Linked DNA regions of Hordeum vulgare: region 2 is linked to region 1. Evidence: chromatin contacts called from public Hi-C data. All regions are on one chromosome and are shown on one strand. The core of a region is the stretch at or near the end of the contact, and the rest is flanking DNA. Distances in the headings are between cores, read along the strand shown.

Region 1 (3,658 bases), core at 115-2,614:
GCCGCGATGGGTTTTTCGACGGAAGCGATAGCCGCTTTATTATTACTAGCAAAAGGGCTTGTGCGTTGCAACGGGAGAAAAAAAACCATACGCTTTTAATTTTTTTATAATCATTTTGATTTATTAAAATAATGATGGAGCGTGGGTTGAATAACAAAAATTACAGGGGCTTTTTTTATAAAAATAGCACGGTGGGTTTTCCGACGGAAGCAATAGCCGGAACGCTACGCATCCGCTGGATGATTTCTAAAAATTATCCGTCACCTAGCTAGCCGTCGGATGGCGATCTAACGCCCTGCATCCCCGCCGCATGGTTCTGAAACGACGCTCGAGTTGCGGAAACTTTCGCTTTGTTGCAAGAAATAAACTTTGGATCTGTTAATTCCTGAAACAACGGTCGAGTTTCAGAAACAATTTGCTTGTTGCAGGATTTTTTTCTTCGTTTTTGCGGGAGAATTTTTTGCAACAAGGGTCATGTTTCAGGAAATTTTGCAACAAAGCTCAAGTTGCAGAACCACTACCTAGGCGGCGGGGCGGCCGGCGAGCGGCGAGCTCTAGGCGACGGGGCGGCCGGCGAGCTCTGGCCGGCGGGGCGGCCGGCGAGCTCTTGGCGGCGGGGCGGGGCGGCCGGCGAGCTCTAGCCGGCGGGGCGGCTGGCGAGCTCTAGGCGGCGAGGCGGCCGGCGGCGGGGCGACCGGCGAGCTCTTCCCGTGGAAGCCGTCGTCGCCATGCCTGGGTCCCTCGTTCTGCAACTACTTCCAAGTTGCAGAAACAATGGAGTTGTTTTAGGAAACGGGTCATGGCTCGTCCGCCCGGCCACGTGGCGAATAAAGGAGACGGTGGACGCGAAATCAGGATCCGTCGGTTGAAAAGTAACGTTTCCCCTTTATTATTAGGGGTATGGGTATAGATATAGATTAATAATTATAATTATTATAAGTAAAGATTTTGTAAAATTAACTTGACACAAATTTAATACGTACAGTAAAAATATATCGGAGGGAGTAGTATAATTTGATCCCGGCTACGGCTCCACGCCTCCACCTCGAGATATTTCCCCGCCTTTTTCCCACCATCTTGTCTGCACACGCTACATACACATGATACCGACTCAGGTGCCCCACCATGACAGCCCGCACCCGGGCCCGCACTCCAGTACGATTGAAAGCCGTGAGTGGATTTTTTCTTTTTTGAAATAAAACCGTGTTCCTGGACTGCTTCAATGATACAGGTGGGCCCGCTAGTCAGGCGAGCCTAGGAGGGAATGTCAACTGAAAAAAAAGGCGAGCCTAGGATAAGCACGCCCCATGACGTCATCCTCCTCTCTTCTTGTAGCAGCAGTACTCCAGAATGCAGATAGTGGCGGCAATAAGAATTGACAAAAGCGCGCGGCCAGAGTTAGGAAGAAAGGTTCGACAGCGAGATAAGGAGAGAGAGGGGGCGCGCGGGGACCTCCGTGTCAGTCTTGGGCGGCGGTAGAGTCGTCGGCGCGGGGGCGATGGAGAGGGGGACGATGGGCGATGTGCCGGTGATGCTCGACGGCGACCGTTACGAGCTGGTCCGCAGCATCGGATCCGGCAACTTCGGCGTCGCCCGCCTCATGCGCAACCGCGCCTCCGGCGAGCTCGTCGCCGTCAAGTACATCGACCGCGGCGAGAAGGTACCACCTCCAAACCGCATCGGCCACCACGCTTCGATTATTTATTCCCAGTTTCCCGCACGCGCACGCCGAACCAAGAGCCATGGCTTTTGATACTACTATTCATTACAAGTTTGATGCGTGCGTGTGCGCGCGCAGATCGACGAGAACGTGCAGAGGGAGATCATCAACCACAGGTCGCTGCGGCACCCCAACATCATCCGGTTCAAGGAGGTGAGCATACGATCGGTGGTACAATCGCCTTGGCTTGCAGTATCGATCCTTGGACGGTTATATGTGGACTCTGGTGGAATGATGCGAGGAACAAACTCTGTCTTTCTGTGTGTTTGCTGCTCTTCAGGTTATTCTGACGCCGACGCATCTCGCCATCGTCATGGAGTACGCCTCCGGCGGGGAGCTCTTCGACCGCATCTGCACCGCCGGTCGATTCAGCGTCGACGAGGTATCTCTCCCGACTCAAGATTTGTATGTATGACGGCACAGTTGTCGTTTTTGTTAACTCAGTTCATGTGTGTGTATGTTCAGGCTCGCTTCTTTTTCCAGCAACTGATATCTGGAGTTAGCTACTGCCATTCAATGGTATGATTGGTATCAGCCAGCTGTTACCCGAATTATATATACTACTACCACATGATTGCACCTTTCTATGTAGTTTTCTGTGCAATTGACGACATGAATCTGTTGTATTCGTCAAGCAAGTGTGCCATCGTGACTTAAAGCTCGAGAACACTCTGCTGGATGGAAGCACCACCCCTCGCCTCAAGATATGCGACTTCGGTTATTCCAAGGTATTCTGTGCTATTAATCAATCTGGTGGAGCGGTGCCTGACTGCTTGCTTATGTGAACCATCTTACACCAGAAATTTGTGATGGATACCAGATCTTTAAAAGATTTACACCAGAAATTCCTCTCTAATTTACAGTCATCAGTTCTTCATTCTCAACCAAAGTCAACTGTTGGAACTCCGGCATACATTGCCCCTGAAGTTCTGATCAAGAAAGAATACGATGGCAAGGTATGCGTCCACCTTGGCGCTTTCAAATCAAGTTTAAACCGTCTCATGCATACTCTGCCAACATCATGCATACTCTGCCAACATCTGCTGCCTAACTTGAATCATTTTGGTCGGCCACAAAAGCTTTACTTGCTTTATGAATCTTCCGTCCACCTTTCTTTGGCATGAGTAGTTCATGGTCTTGAGGAGCAACCATTTAAAGTACTTCTCAATCTAAAAAAAAAAGTAAAAAAACATTTGAAGTACTTCCTGTTCTCTGCTCAAGCACTAATAATTTGTCTCTGAATGGAGATTGCCGATGTGTGGTCATGTGGCGTAACCCTTTACGTGATGTTGGTTGGCGCCTACCCTTTCGAGGATCCAGAAAATCCCAAGAATTTCAAAATGACAATTCAGGTATGCCGCCAGCCGTTGGCTTAGCAATTCCACTAGTTGCAGTCAGATGACCAAACAGCTAAACACCAAGCACAATTTTCAGAAAATATTAGGCGTTCAGTACTCGATTCCGGACTATATTCACATACCCATGGACTGCCGGAACCTTCTCTCAAGGATCTTTGTTGCCAACCCAGCTACGGTGAGTGCTCACTCACTCCATCGACACACACACGGTTTCACCCGTTCCGCTCTCAGGAATCAGGATAACGCCTGTGCTATTTGAGCTTGCAGAGGATCACCATACCTGAGATAAAGAACCACCCATGGTTCCTCAAGAACCTCCCAGCTGACCTCATGGACGGTCCCACGGTGAGCAACCAGTATGAGGAGCCTGACCAACCGATGCAGAACATGAACGAGATCATGCAGATAATGGCAGAGGCCACCATACCGGCGGCCAGCGCCCTCGGAATCAACAAGTTCCTGCCTGACGGCCTTGACCTCGACGACGATATGGATGACCTGGACTCGGACCTCGATATCGACATGGACAGCAGCGGGGAGATAGTATACGCCATGTAGTAAACTTGTGAATATCTGTATG
Region 2 (3,413 bases), core at 437-2,936, 40 kb after region 1:
GTTCCCTTTGGCTTGCCCTTGAAGCGTGAAAATAGTTAATGATCGTCCGTCAAAGATTTTCCCTCACACACTCTCTCTTGTAGTTCACACACTCAAAAGGAGGAGGTTTGGGTGTCATGGCGAAAGCAATTGGAGAAACTTGCCTACACATATAAGGTTTTGGATTGTTAAACAATTGAGCAATTTTTTAGTAAATTTAATCCAGAAATGTGATATATGATGAACTGGTTAAACATGTTGAATGAACCAACCAAGATACCAGACATGAAATCAGGTATAAACGATAAAAATACCATGTCTAGATTAATTTCCAGTATGACATATCCAGAAACAATGAAAAACCTAATCACCCCTCTTCTATACACACGATCATAAGAGGAGGAGTTTGAGATGCCTGCCTTCTCACTTATGGTGCACGCCGAGAAGCGAGATAAGAAAGCGGTAAGCGACTCATACATGTATGTGCTTCTTTCTCGGACATGGAGTTTCTAAGAGCTCAAATGAGCTCGTGTGAATAGTAAAATCGAAATAATTTTAAAAATATCGAAAAAATCAAATTTTTTATAAACATCGACAAAAGTTTTAATATCTTACGAAATTTCATCAGAAAATCACATTTTTTGTGAGGCGTGGCAAAAAAAACAAAAACAAAATCGATACTCTGGAACTGCTACTTTCAAAAACATTTTAAAGTATTAATTTTGTTTTTTTTTGGCCACGGCTTCCACAAATGTGATTTCGTAATGTAATTTTGCAGGCTGTTAGAACTTTTTCCAATGTTTGCCACAAAAAAATTCAATTTTTTTGAATTTGTTTTGATTTTTCTTGAATTTTACTGTTCACCCCGAGCTCATTTGAGCTCGGGCTGAGAATCACATTTTCCCTCTTTCTCAAGCTTTTAGTGTCGTGCAAAGAAGCCAGCCTTATATGTTGGTTCAACACACCCTTCACAACCGGACTGAGACTTAAACTTTCTACACTTCCTTTGTCATGCATGAATAGACTATGAGGGTTTCAAAAAATATAAAATATAAAATGAGCTAAAAGCCCCATAATTTGTACACTTTCTTGGATAGATGACCACATCCCTCCAAACAAAGCTTTCACCTGCCCCACAACTGAGGCATGTATGAGAAGTTAAGAACCCCTAGTGGAGGCGTAGTGGACACCGGATCTACACCATGTGAAATGCCTAAAAAGAGAAGAGCCGCCGGATTTTTAATGGCACGAGGCTGCCATGCAGAGGTGTGGTACGCCTGTCTTGAGGACATATCATGCAAGGGCCATGTCCTTTCAGCCAAGACTTAACGACAACCAGTTCAAAAAAGAGTTAACCTCAACCAGTTCAAAAAAGAGTTAACCACAACCATGAATAATTAGCATGAAGTGTTGGAGTTCCGGCATATGCCTGTTTTTTGCAGTCATGTTCATTTTGTACATATTCTGCTCCTTAATGAAAAGGTAGCTCTCCTGCCGGTTGCTCAGAGAGAAAAAAATGTTTGTGCAAATAGAAAGTCTCTGTTAGCCTGGCCAATATAACTCTTGTGTGCATTTCTACTTAAGACCATGACTTCAAGATATGTCAGCTACTGGAGTCAACTACATGAACACTGAACATGTCAAAATTGAACAGTGTATTGACTACCCATCCTGCATTTAAACAGGGAAACATATACACATCATTTGTACATGGTGAGCCTGGAGGCAGAGCATCCAGAACATCAGTCTACAAGCCAGTCCAGGTTGTAACACTCCTCTGCTACCTGCACACGAAGATCCGGGATGACCTGCTCGGCTTCCCTCCACAGCATCGCCGTTTCCTCATCACACACGACGTGCCCGAGGGACTTCAACGACGAGGAGGACCTCGGGAGGCTCCTCAACCGCGAGCATTCCCGCATGTCGATCTTCTCTAGGTTTGTCAAGTGACCAAGCTCTTCCGGAAGGTCTGTAAGGTTAATGCACTGCGATATGTCCAGGTATTTCAACCTCTTCAGGCTGCATACCGAAGGTGGAAGCTTCCACAGTGCCGGGCAGGCGTAGACCCGCAGGATGCTCAGGCAGTGCAGCTTGCCCAGCTCATATGGCAGCTCTGTGAGGTCATGGCAGTTTGACAAGGAGATGCTTTCCAGAGAGCTGATTTCACATAAACTAGGTGGCAGCTCCTTCAGATCTACGCAATGGTCAATGGTGAGGTTGGATAGGCGCGGAAACGTCATGGAGAGATCCATCGTTGATCCTCGTAGACTGTTGTTCAGCTCACAAAGGACGAGGGAGATCTTGCGTAGGTTCTTCAGTGGGATTGTGCTTTTCGGCAGTGGCGGGAGGGTAATCTTTTCCAGCCAAAGACTCCTTAGGTCACTTAGTGTGGTGAAGGCAGACAAATTGTCAAGGGCTGCACTGGTAGTACCATAGTTGATCAGCACCAGGGCCTTCAGGTTCTGCATTGTTGCAATGAACGGCGGGAGGTAGTATACGCTTGAGGCGAAGTTGAGGATAAGAACTTCTGCCTTGGGGAAGCTCATCTGGAACCAGTCAGATTCTTTCATCTCGCCTGAAATTTGAAATCAATTGGTCAGATCATTTTGTACTTCTAGAAGACTAGAACGCAATGAGGGCAAAATTCGACAAGATATTACAAATGCATGTAACTGTAAGGATGATTGCTGAAGCAAATTATTTTTCATGAAGAAACAATACTGAAGTAAAATGGTGTTATACAAATTAGGTTCGGTTTGCTACAGAACTGAACATCAGTTTAGTATACAATATCAGGTGATTTAAATAAAGGAGATATAGATCATAAGTTCAAGTCAAAGCCATGCAATTTCATTTAAGGAAGCACCACTATTCAACATTTTTCTTCAATTACATCTCAAAATTCTGTAAGAATAGCTTTCAGACTGGACTCATAGAATATACTGCACAGCAAATAACATGGAAAAAACAACCAAGTTGATGAACTGATAATCACCTGTATGAATAGAAACAATCTGAGCTTCAAAGGGAAGGTCCTTATTCCTCTGCCAATCTCTCGGAAGTGATTCTTCTCTTCTTGGCATCACTAACCGCCTCCTTTTGTTCAGAGAATCACGTCCGCTCATGTGAAGTGCCAGATCACGCAACACATCATGTTGCGTGACTGAGTAGTCATGATAGTTGCTGTATAAATCTCCAGCTTTATTCCTGCATAAAGAGCAGCAAAGAGTTAAAGCTGTTCTTTCAGTATATGAATTCTCAGATGTTTTTCAAGAACATATGTGCAATACGTACTGTGCATCATTAACTAGGGTAAGCAGGTTCTTGTTCGATAGCTCCATGAGGATGGCGAAAGCATCTGGCTCATCAAGATCATGTATCTCCATCCAAATATTGATCAACACATCAAGAGGGATCTTCTTATCCTCTGGGAA

Evidence for each region. A called contact is a pair of places that touch in the nucleus more often than the background predicts.
Region 2: a contact with region 1 is called in a Hi-C map of leaf, with 6 times the contacts expected there. The contact joins the enhancer-like site here to the promoter of LOC123396786 in region 1. A contact is called at or near these places in 3 of 6 Hi-C or Micro-C datasets (leaf and seedling) and 1 of 1 datasets of contacts at active chromatin or transcription factors (embryo).

What each region holds. Positions count from the first base shown.
Region 1 is chr5H:67,266,433-67,270,090 of MorexV3_pseudomolecules_assembly, forward strand. It overlaps LOC123396786 (serine/threonine-protein kinase SAPK9-like), which reads left to right and starts at 1,365. Exons shown (of 9, transcript XM_045091613.1): 1 at 1,365-1,660; 2 at 1,799-1,873; 3 at 2,001-2,102; 4 at 2,186-2,239; 5 at 2,356-2,448; 6 at 2,584-2,676; 7 at 2,968-3,072; 8 at 3,155-3,253; 9 at 3,346-3,658. The coding sequence starts at 1,499. The coding sequence ends at 3,636.
Region 2 is chr5H:67,306,590-67,310,002 of MorexV3_pseudomolecules_assembly, forward strand. LOC123453175 (putative disease resistance protein At5g47280) reads right to left here. Exons shown (of 4, transcript XM_045129946.1): 2 at 3,274-3,413; 3 at 2,975-3,186; 4 at 1,618-2,554. The coding sequence ends at 1,722. Among protein-coding and RNA genes, the nearest start is that of LOC123453175, 4.1 kb to the right of the region's middle. Within about 2 kb of position 1,687, at least 1 of the 3 cell types and tissues checked has open chromatin away from gene starts, as enhancers often do. A contact at or near this core is called in leaf, where this site is marked.